Linked DNA regions of Sus scrofa: all the other regions are linked to region 4. Evidence: chromatin contacts called from public Hi-C and promoter capture Hi-C data. All regions are on one chromosome and are shown on one strand. The core of a region is the stretch at or near the end of the contact, and the rest is flanking DNA. Distances in the headings are between cores, read along the strand shown.

Evidence for each region. Promoter capture Hi-C pulls out the DNA fragments that hold promoters and counts their contacts. A called contact is a pair of places that touch in the nucleus more often than the background predicts.
Region 1: a contact with region 4 is called in a promoter capture Hi-C map of liver, with 5 times the contacts expected there. The contact joins the promoter of MAP1LC3B here to the promoter of MTHFSD in region 4. A contact is called at or near these places in 1 of 5 promoter capture datasets (liver) and 3 of 47 Hi-C or Micro-C datasets (embryonic fibroblasts, heart right ventricle and omental adipose tissue).
Region 2: a contact with region 4 is called in a promoter capture Hi-C map of liver, with 8 times the contacts expected there. The contact joins the promoter of LOC100624067 here to the promoter of MTHFSD in region 4. A contact is called at or near these places in 2 of 5 promoter capture datasets (fetal skeletal muscle and liver) and 1 of 2 datasets of contacts at active chromatin or transcription factors (alveolar macrophages).
Region 3: a contact with region 4 is called in a Hi-C map of fetal liver, with 2.2 times the contacts expected there. The contact joins the enhancer-like site here to the promoter of MTHFSD in region 4. A contact is called at or near these places in 20 of 47 Hi-C or Micro-C datasets (alveolar macrophages, brain, embryonic fibroblasts and 13 more) and 1 of 2 datasets of contacts at active chromatin or transcription factors (skeletal muscle).

What each region holds. Positions count from the first base shown.
Region 1 is chr6:1,939,701-1,942,400 of Sscrofa11.1, reverse strand. MAP1LC3B (microtubule associated protein 1 light chain 3 beta) reads left to right here and starts at 1,332. Exons shown (of 4, transcript NM_001190290.1): 1 at 1,332-1,495. The coding sequence starts at 1,456.
Region 2 is chr6:3,136,320-3,139,019 of Sscrofa11.1, reverse strand. LOC100624067 (cytochrome c oxidase subunit 4 isoform 1, mitochondrial) reads left to right here and starts at 1,401. Exons shown (of 5, transcript XM_021093705.1): 1 at 1,401-1,558; 2 at 2,692-2,700. The coding sequence starts at 2,693. EMC8 (ER membrane protein complex subunit 8) reads right to left here and starts at 1,390. Exons shown (of 5, transcript XM_003481777.4): 1 at 853-1,390. The coding sequence starts at 1,083.
Region 3 is chr6:2,037,170-2,039,869 of Sscrofa11.1, reverse strand. No RefSeq gene overlaps it. Among named protein-coding and RNA genes, the nearest start is that of C6H16orf95, 42 kb to the right of the region's middle. Within about 2 kb of position 1,344, at least 13 of the 83 cell types and tissues checked have an H3K27ac peak or open chromatin away from gene starts, as enhancers often do. A contact at or near this core is called in fetal liver, where this site is marked.
Region 4 is chr6:2,559,705-2,562,404 of Sscrofa11.1, reverse strand. MTHFSD (methenyltetrahydrofolate synthase domain-containing protein) reads right to left here and starts at 1,264. Exons shown (of 8, transcript XM_003126813.4): 1 at 1,156-1,264. The coding sequence starts at 1,171.

The sequences.
Region 1 (2,700 bases), core at 83-2,582, 620 kb after region 4:
GCTGACTTGCTGTGTATATGCTCGAATGTTCTTTTTTAGAAACCCTGACTTGTTTAATGTTCTTTGTGCAGGCAAGATAAAAAACTACGCTAAAACCCTGCTTCTCTGGAGCAGCTCCTCAGAGTAATCTGGGAAGCAGGCTTCTGGGCTAGTCCTCAGTTTGGGTCAAATAAAAGTTTTTTTCTATTCTTACTATTTATTGTTCATTGATTAATTTCATTGGCAATATTAAAGAGCAAAAACAGCGAAAGAATAAAGTGATGTTCATAGATACATATTTATCAGATGTTTGAGATGGGCAATAACAATTTCATAACTAAATATTGATAGTCATCTATATTTTATCACGCCACTTTCATTAGCTTCTTAGAAAACACTTGGGAGTTTTAAAAATATTGTTGCCCTTTTGCAAATGACGCTGAGACCCAGGAAATGGTTACTTATTCAAGGTAACTGGGAAATCGTCCTTCAATACAACACAGGTGAGGAGTTCCTGCCGTGGCGCAGTGGTTAACGAATCCGACTAGGAACCATGAGGTTGCGGGTTCGATCCCTGGCTTTGCTCCGTGGGTTAAGGATTCGGCATTGCTGTGACCTGCGGTGTAGGTCGCAGACGCGGCTCTGGATCCCGGGTTGCTGTGGCTGTGGTGTAGGCCGGCGGCTACAGCTCCGATTGGACCCCTAGCCTGGGGACCTCCATATGCCGCAGGAGCCGCCCAAAAAATGGCAAAAAGACAAAAAAAAAAAAAGCCACAGAGGTGAGTGAAAGGCAATGAACGTTGCCTGGTCAGTGCAGGTGCTGCCAATGGCTTACTTACTTGACAACAGAAATCCCAGCGCTCTGGGGCATCCAGAAATCACAGGCTCCAAGGCCGGACTCCACTGACCATAACCTGAAATAATGCCGCTGTGGTTCTTTTCGTAGTTGGAACAATGTGTCTTTAAGTGGACAGTTTCCTTTAAGAAGAAAAGAAAACTGCGATGTGCTTGATGAGGAAAGCCAGCGGCAAAGAAAGAACCAGCAGCTCCTAGACATGAGCTCTCAAGAGGCAGGGGCACAACGCTCCCTTATTTTCAGGGGGAGACATTTTTCTCGACAGTGATCCCCGCAGGAACAGAAGAAGGGCCAACACCGCGCGTGTTCGCGGCGCGCGCGTCCGTCCCCGCTCCCATGGCCAGCGCGTACGCATGCGCACGGGACGCTCCCCACCGCGCCCGCGCCTCGCCCCTTCCCCAGGCGACTCGCGGGGCCCCCTTCCGCCACACCCGCCATGGCGGCGGCGTCGGCCCGCCCCTTGCCCCGCCTCCCGGGACGCCGCGCGGGTCACCTGACGCGGCTACGGGCTGAGGAGACACAAGAGAAGCTGCTGTCGCCAGTGTCGGAGCCGCCACCGCTGCCACCGCCTCTTGGAATCGCAGGATACTCCGCTTCGCCGCCGCCCAGCCTGCCGCGACATGCCGTCCGAGAAAACCTTCAAACAGCGCCGAACCTTCGGTGGGTGCCGCGGGCCGGCCGCCGACAGAAGGCCGGGGGCTGGGGGGGCTCCGGAGGCGGAGACCGGCCGAGGGCTGCCGGGCCTCGGGGCGCTGGGGGGCCGAAGCGGGCGCCGAGCGTTGCGGGGCTGAGGCGGGGACGGCCGGAGGGCCCGGCCTGGGGGCCGAGGAGCGGCGGGGCGGCGGGGCCCGGGGCCCGGGGCCGAGGGCGCCGAGACGCGGCGCTGCTGAATCACCTCTTGGCCCCGGGCAGCCTGTGACACGCACCCACTTGGGCCCTCCGGCCCTTGACGGCCCCTACGACCAGGCCGCGCCGTGCCCGGGAGGGTCGTCTTGTGGGGGCGGCTGGCCCGGGCCCCGGCTGGCGCCCGTACTCTGAAGTGGTGGCACCGAGTGTGCAAGGAAGTCGTCTCCTGCTGAGCCGCCCCTCAGGTGAGGGTCGCGCGTGGAACCTGAGCACATTGGGCCTCGGCGGAGAGGAGCGACTCCGAGGCCGCCGTCCTCGCGCCCGCCCCTTCCCGGGCAGCCCCGACTGGATCCTGTTTGGGGCACCCGGGCCAGGGTGGGTGGCTTTTCTACCTGGCCCGCGACAGACAGCATTCTGTGACACCGCAGCGAAGCGGTTCTCTCCCGGTTCGGGTAGAATCGCCACTTAGGTTACAGGCCCTCGATGGACACTGAAAGTAGCAGTGCCATCGCAGTATTTACTCCTGCGCACAGAGCCATGGGAAGGAAGTGATGGGTAGTCATACCCGTGCAATGCTTACTCCTCCTTTTAAGCACGTGGGGTCAGTTCTGCAATAACACCGCGGCGTCCCTGGATGTCCATGTGTGGGGCTTGTTTGTCGCAGCTCTGGGAAGCCAGGTGGAGTCGGGCGGGACCAGCCTTCCTTCCTGCCTTGTCGCCGTGAGTTTCCTGCCCTAATCTAATCTGCTGTAGGATCTTGAGCAGCGATACTGCTCCTCTGCGACGGTCCACTTGCCCAGAGTCTCAAGAGCTGAGCGTTCCCTTGAGTTTGGAGATGGTTTTGTCGATCTCATTATTGATAACGAGATAATGATGGATAATGACTTCATTTCTTGTGCCTGAGAAGCTCCAGTAAATGAGATTCACCACGACCTGCACCTGCCCAGGGTAGCCTTTCAGCCTCTTGAGGCAGTTGATTGGTTACAAGGCTGAGACAGGTTGTGTTGTTTTTTGTTTTT
Region 2 (2,700 bases), core at 152-2,651, 580 kb before region 4:
ATGGAAAACCATACTTCAACGCAGGTACTGCGGGAGGTTTGAGGCCAGTTTATTTCTCCCTAAGGTTTTAACTCAAATTTGTAGATGGGCTTTTTTCCGGGAAGGCTACTGCCTAGGATTCAATGACCAGCCAGTCTGTCTGTCTGTCTGACACATCTTTTCCCACTGTACTTCAATGAAGCAGTCCTAAGCAGACACACAGAAATGTGCTGGCCGGCAGGCACATCAGCTCCAGCTTTTAAAACCACCAGTTACTCTAGCTGTCACTAAGGGGGACAGACAACCTCTTCTTACAGAGTCCTCACGTGCATTCTAGGGCAACAGTGCCCATGATGCCAACGCTGCCTTTCTAAGCGTGTCTCCATCCTGGGAGTCTGGGGCAGTAACATCGGAGGAATCACAATCTTTATGCACACGCCAGACACGGATCCCTACACGTGAAGCTGCTCAAGAGCCAAACCGCAGCGTCAAAACTTCCGGCAACTCAAAATCCCAACTACAAACGCTATCGAATCATTACTCAGTTAATGACAGCTTGCTTCTATAAAAGCTACTGGCTTGAGAAAATTAATGTACTACTTGTCGCCCAAAGCGCCTCTAATGCCACCCAGGACGGTTACGGCATCTCCCTTGGCTGCGGCTACTGCTAGCGGCCGCCTACCGGGCGCGTGCTAAATGCAGGGAAAACCTATCTGCCTTCGCGGGTCCTCCGTTCATGGTCACGGCGACCTCGGGGGCGGGTCTGGACTCCGGCCGGACCACTGTGAGCTTCCAGCTAGGACTGCTCGGAAGCCAATCGCCAGCCCGTCTCCTGTCCCGCTGATTCCGAGGCAGGCCCCTTCCCACGCTTACCAGGGTGAGGGCCACCTCCAGCATTGGGGCGAGGGCCAGGGTGCCGTGGAAAAGGGGGATACAGTCCACGAAGAGGGTGTGGTGGGCGCCAGGGCCGCCCAGGGGGAGGTGTTCCTTGCGTGGCTTCTGCTTCTCGGCCACCAGCAGTCCGTTGACGGCGCAGTGCGGGTACTTGGCGCCGTGGAGCACCATCTTGCAGTAAGCCTGGGTGGTCAGCTTCACCCCGGGCATGCTGAGCCCGGGAGGGCCCCGAAGGCCCGGCGCCGGCCGAGGCCTGGATCCGCCTCCCAGCCGCGCGGCGCCTCAGGGGAGAAGCAGGACGAGGCAGCGGCTGCCCGGCGCGGGCTCGCGGCTCTGGAGACCTCCGCAGGCCCGGCCCCACTCGGTTCCGGTTCCTCGGACGCTGGCTCCCGCCGGGTAGAAACCAACTCGCCCGCCTCAGCCTCCAGTCGCTCTTCTCGCCCGCGCCGCCGGAAAGCGGTCCCCCACTGTCCGCCGGAAAGCACCCCGGCCCGGCGTTTTACGACGTTCGCGGCCCTCTCCACTTCCGGTCCTGTGACCTTCGGCGCGGCCGGGCGCGGGGTGGAGTCCCCTCTCGATCCCGTGGTGCTCCGCGGCAGGGTCGCGCTCTCTTCCGGTCGCGGGCAGCCGGGGCGTAGAGGGCGGTCGCGACAGGCGCCGAGGCAGTGCTGAGCGACCGAGGCAGGTGAGGCGGGCGGCGGCCGGTTCACGCTACGAGGCGCTGGCGGGTCGGGCGCCGGGAACCCTCGGGTTTGCGTGCTCGCCGCCCGGCGCCAGCAGGAATCGGCGGCTGGGCCTCGGATCCCGGTGACATTGAGGTCGGCCTGCGGGGGCTCTGGTCTCGGGGGCTGCCGTGTCGCAGCCTATGTGCCGGCCAGAAGCACCCGGCCCATCGCCGCTTTACTTGTCGCGGCCGCGGGCTGGCTTCCGGCTCTGACCTTGAGCGTCCGCTGGCCGCGGGCGCCGGCCCGAGGGCAGGTCGCCTTGCGGCCTCCCGGCCACCCGATTAGACGGAGCTTTGCCACCGCTCCGGGCAGAACGGTGCTCCGGAGAAGGGGCTCGGCTTCCCGGCCTGGAAGGCGCTCAGCATCCGCCCACGCGCGGGCCAGGCCCTGGGAGAAACTGTGGGAGACGGGAGCCAGTTCGATCCTGACGTCATGCTTCTCTTTATTCTGCCTGTGATGGGTATTTTTGGAAGTCATTCGAGGTCCTTTTCATTGTTAACAGTCCCTTGAAAGGTGCAGTTCTAAGGGACCGGTAGGTAGGGGAAATGGGCTAGATTCAGGAAAGGTGCAGGTGAGAGGTGAGTCATCCAGGGCATTTATGGTCCTGCAGGGATTGGAAATGCACGGGGACCCTGCTTGCAGCCTTTCTTCCAGGTTTCGCTTTTCTGTTGATTGCACCTATGGGGTTTTTAACCAAACGGTGAACGCAGTGCCTGTCACAGTCCCTTTGACCTATTTATCTTTTCTCTCTAAACAATGGGGCCCACAAAGGGGAGCGGATTCTGTCTTTTTCAGAGTCTCCTTTAAATTTTTTTTTTCTCTTTGCTTTTTAAGAAAGCCACTGTTCTACGAATTGCTTAAAGTGTGTACATGTTACAGTGCTTGGTTTATAACGCAGCTCCACTAAGGCGTGTTGACTGCCGAGAAAAGAAAAAAAACAAACCTCATCCTAGGTGTGAATTGAGAGATCAGTTATGTTGGGAAGAAAAAAAGGAACTCCAGTGACTCCCAAAATGCACTGGGGCAAAAAGGAGACTCTTGCCTGGTAGGTGTTTACTCTCATTCATAGAAAGGGTACATTTTTATCTTTCAGGATGTTGGC
Region 3 (2,700 bases), core at 95-2,594, 520 kb after region 4:
ACAGCTCCGATTGGACCCCTAGCCTGGGAACCTCCATATGCCGAGGGAGCGGCCCAAGAAATAGCAACAACAACAACAACAACAAAAAAGACAAAAGACAAAAAAAAAAAAAAAAAAAAAACTCTGACCTCTAAGACAAGTCCTTACAGAAGCAGAACTCAAAATTCAGATACAGAACCTGATCGAAATTTTTAACTCATTTTCAGAATCTTTTTCTTCCAGAAAACTAGTCCAATTGCCCAAGATTTCCCCCATCTTAAAGTCAAACTAGGGAATAAAACCGAGATTGCGCTGCTCTCCTTCACCTCCCTGCCCATAAAATGTGTGACAGCGCCACCTACTGGCAAGCAAGCATAGGACTACGGGCTCCCAGCTTCGAGGTGTCCAGCGACCTGGCCCTGCAGAGATCTCTTGAGCAGTTTAGCCTCTTCAGTCCCATTCAGGAATAGACATGAGGTGTGGAAAGGAGGTTGGACTGGCCTCTGTGCACTCACTTATCTGCTGCAGGAGCTGCGATAATGGGACCTTTCAGAGCTGCCCAGCAGCATATTTCAAAAGTCAAGTACCGAACGGGCTGTGAGCCAGAGGGCACAGGGCTTCCTAAGACCAGGAGAGCAGTCCAGGGCAAGCTCTATGGGGAAGGACCAGGCTAAGGGAGCCCTGACCGACAGCCAAGTTGGGGGCCTGGGGAAGAAATCAAGGGCAGGAAGGCAGGTGCTCAGTGCCCAGTACAGGACCTGGCACAGGGGGAGCCCCAGGAAATACTTCAGGAAGTGAAAGGAGCTGAGTCAACCAGCACGCAGGCCTGCCTACTCTCAACCACAGCCGTGGGCATGCCGGGGGTACAGCCTGAACAAGGCAGGCAGGCTTCCCCTCCAGCCCAGCACACACTGGAGGGGGAGACACTGGAAATACACAAATAAATATATAGATAACAGTTCCACGTGGTTTGAAACAGAAGTTAAAGTCTCCAGGTAGGTTCCTCCACATTGCTCCCAATAAACACTGCTACAGGAGGAGCCAGGGTCACCCAGAGATGGAGGCCTCTTGAAACTTTCATTCATGTGTTCATTCAGTAAATATGGACGGAGTGTCTACACAATGCCAGGTACTGCAATAAGCACTCTGGTGCGTCAGCTCTGTCACCACAACCCCTATGAGGCAGAGGGAGAATCTGTATTTCATAGATTCAGAAATGTATTCCAGGGAGGTTAATTTATCCAAGGTCACACAGCTTCTCAGTAGCAGAAGCAGGATCTGAGCCGAGGTTCAACCCCAGGGGCGTGTACTATGTGTGCTGAGCCTCATGATGGCCTTTCATCCGGGAGATATTTACAGAGTTCCTGCCACAGGGCAGGCACTGAGCCAGGTCCTCGGAACACACCAGTGAGCAGAACAGAATGAGGGCCTTCCCTCAATTAGGAGCTGAGGCTGGGAAGACAGATGAGAAACAACTGAAGGAGAGAACAAGATGCAGGGGAAGGGGAGGCGAAGTGCCCAAGAACAGAGCAGGACACACCCGCTTTCAAACTTAGCCTTGACGTCCTCTTTCTGAGCCTGTTTCCTCAACTAAAAACAGAAATAAGATCAGGGCCAATGTGAAGATTAAATACCGGGAACCCAGGACATACCCCACACAGGACCTGTTTGTACCAGCAGCTCAGGAAGAAAGGCTGCCAGAGGCCTGCAGGGAGGGCGGCTGAGAGGGGCAGGAGCTTGGCGCTGTTTAAGAGTGCTCTGATGGCCATCCCGGGGACAGCCGGGTGGCCATGACAGGAGAGAAAGCCAACTAGCACATCAAACACCCTGTTGGTGACAGTGCAGAGGTCCTTGGGTATGTTATGTTTTTTTAAGGGGGAAGATTCTTGGGAGTTCCCGTCATGGCACAGCGGAAATAAATCTGACTAGGAACCATGAGGACTCAAGTTCGATCCCTGGCCTCGCTCAGTGGGTTAAGGATCTGGCGTTGCTGTGAGCTGTGGTGTAGGCTGGCGGCTACAGCTCCGATTGGACCCCTAGCCTGGGAACCTCCATATGCTGCTGCTGCGAGCATAAAAGGACAAAAGACAAAAAATAAATAAATAAGGGGAAGATTCTTTTTGTTTAAGACTTTTTATTTTTATAGTGTCAGACTAGCAAAAAAAAATTCAGAATAGTATAAAAAATCCCAGGTGCCCTTAAACTGGACACCTCCAGTGTCAACACCTTCCCACATCGGCCTTCTCATTTTCTCTTGCACACTTCTTCTCAGAGCCATTAGCGAGTAAGCTGCCGCACAGATGCGATGCCTTCAGCCTCTATGTACTTAACATGAGTGTCTTTAAAGAGGAATATTCTCTTTCCAACTACAGTTGGAAAGCATCTCAAAATAGAGAAATCAGCTTTGATATAATGTCACTAATCCACAGGCCTTACTTGGATTTCACCCACTGTCCCAAAAACATCCAAAGAAAAGCCCAGAACACACACTGCATTCCACTACCCTGTCCCTTTAGTCTCCTCTCACCTGGAACATTCCTCAGTCTGCCTGGGCTGTCTGGGGTCAGTTATTGTGCAGAATGTCCTTCAAATTAGGTTTGTCTGGAGTTCCCATTGTGGCTAAGTGCTTAATGAACCCAACTAGTACCCATGAGGACTGGGGTTCGATCCCTGGTCTCGCTCAGTGGGTTAGGCATCTGGCATCGCTGTGAGCTGTGGTGT
Region 4 (2,700 bases), core at 15-2,514:
GCCCCACACACCCGCCCCCCTGTTCTTTCAGGCCTTTGTGTCTCCTCTCCTCCCTTCCTTCGCCTGCCCAGAAAGCACTCTCCGGGCGCTAGGTCACAGACAGACATCCCTCCTTTAGGAACCTCCCACAGGAGGAGCCCAGAGCCTCCTCCCCACTTGCTTTTTCAAACGAAAGCCGTTACACTGACCAACTATTACAAGGCTATGACCTTACCACTTTCACTAACAGCCCAGAGGCCCCACGCCATCCCCAACGCCATGCAGGAGGCTGTGTGCGACGTAAGGCATGGAAGGACTGGGTCCCTCGTTCTGGGGTCCATTAATCACAAACATGGCGCTTACTCCCATTTAGAAAGCAACGAGCTAATTGTGAGGGAGGGGGAGACTAAAAGGCAGGTCCTTTGCCCTTGGAAAGGTACCAAAACGTGGGAAAGGATTAAGATGATAAAAGGCGACATAAAGTAATGTGGAAATACACCCTGTTCCGTAACTGCCCATCAGGTGAGCCCAGGTCTCACTCCTCCTTGAACCTCTAGCCCAGAGCTCAGTCCCGAGAGCAGCAGGCGTCTCCAGCTCTTCGTTACCCCTCTCCCTAAACTCTCAGCACCTGCTAACTGCGCTGTTCACGTGCCGCCGGTGCAGGAAGGGAGGAGGGGGTTATTCACAGTTGCGGCACCCGCCTGTAACAGACCCTGGGTAGGAACAGCTTTGCCCGGCAACCCGGCCGTCAATCTCCAAAGCTCGGGGGCTCTGGGGCGAGCCTCCCCAGGACCTAGGAGAGCCACGAGATCTCGGAAAGCGGTCGTTAAGAGGTCGGCGGTGCAACGTCCCAGCGTTCCGGTTAATTCCAGTCCTGCCCGGCCAAGAGCAGTGAGCCTCCACTGCCGCGGACGACACGGGAGGCAGACCTCACGGGGCCGCAAGGACACCACCAGGTGCCCGCAAGACAGCCCTCCTAGCTCTTGTCCCACCTGGTCCACCGACCAGCTTGGGCGTCCGGTCCTCACACGCCGCAGGGTCAACTCCAAACCCCGCTGCGACCCCACCTGCCTCTCCAAGTCCCCGCCTGCCTCTGTCGGGCCCTCTGCCGCACCCCGGGCGGCCCCTCCGCGCCCCGCGCGCGTCTCTCAGGTGAGCCCCTCGGCGGCGCCTCACCCGCGCTGGGCTCCATGGCGACGCCGTCAGAGCGCGACACCTTCCCCGGCGGAGTCCGGCTCCAAATGACGTCACCCGCGCGCGTTCTCCCCGCGCCTGCGCACTGGCTGCAGCGGGGGGGTGAGGGGCGTGGCGCCGCCGCGGAGGCCTGGTGGGAACGTTCTGCAGGGCGCGTGCGCGTGCAACTCCGCGAGCCTGAGCCTTAGGTCTTGGACCGGAACCGTCTTGAGCGCCTGCTCCCGCAGGCGTCTGCGGGGCGTTGCGGGGTGTGGCTGGGGTGTCCCGTGCCCCTGGCCTCTCAGCGCCCACTGCCAATTCGAACACACCCACCTCCTCTTTTGGTTCCCCAGGGGGCCGCCTTCTTCCTGGACGCCGCCTGGATTCCTCGCCCATGATGCGGTTCCTCTCTTCTGAGACGCTAGACGTGGCACACGACATTGTTTTCTGCTCCTCGACTTCTCCCTGCACTATCCTCACACACACACACAATTCCGAAAAGTATGACTAGTTCAATAACAACAAAGGCTGGCTCCCGAAAAGCCAGAAGAGTCCCCTCCGCCTGGGGAGCTGCTCTGTGCTTCCAGGCTTCAGTCCATCCTGTACAGGCCCCCCTGGAGCCTCGCTTCTCGTCGCCATGGCACCCGGTGGTCACTTTGAGGTCGGATGGTGATTCCCGGGGGCCCGGAACATCCATCCCACAGTCTGCAATCTCCGTGAAAAGCGGGGTCTCCTCACCTCTCTCTCTCCCTGCCCTGTCCTACAATCAAAGCCCTGTCTGCACCTCCCAGGGAGCAGTCTGCTTTCTGCAGGCTCTGATTTTGAATCCTTGTATGCCACAGGGTTAATTACAGGCTTGCAAGTTGGTAATATAAAAAGCTAAATTTCATAGACATTGAGTCATGTGTTCAGAAGCCTTCGTGAATACACTACTGTGACTACTGTGTGTATATATGGTTTTGAAATTATATAAACGTATATTTCCATATAGACTATTTTATATAGATATTTCTATTTTAACTTTTTAAATTGCCTCTAATTTCCAAGACCGTAACCCTAATCTCAAAGAGGCAGTAAAGTAATGAGTTATGAGATTCTGATTCCCTCACTTGTAGCTGAAAATTGGGTGTTAGTTATTTAAGATCTCTAGAGCTGTTTCCTCACCTGTACAATGGTGACATTAACAGTACCTACCCCAAAAGACGATTAAATGAGATGTCAGGAGTAGAACATCTTGGCACCCGGTATGCATGCATGACCTTTTCCCTCATTGATTAGGGAGGAAGGTTTTGGAAAAGTCATACATTCATTCAGTAAACACCTCTTGTGCACCTATTATGCTCCAAGGTACCATGCAAAGCACGGGGGCTGCAGACAGAAACAAGGCAGGGTCACCAGCTGCCTGGGTGGGTAGGGCATGTATGGCAGACATGAGGCCACTAAATGAATGTCAGCTTGCCCATCTGCCTGGGCACAGAGAAGACCACACTTCCCCAGCCCGTGGTGTACTGGGGCCATGCGTTCAGCTCAGGCCAAGGCATTGTGAAC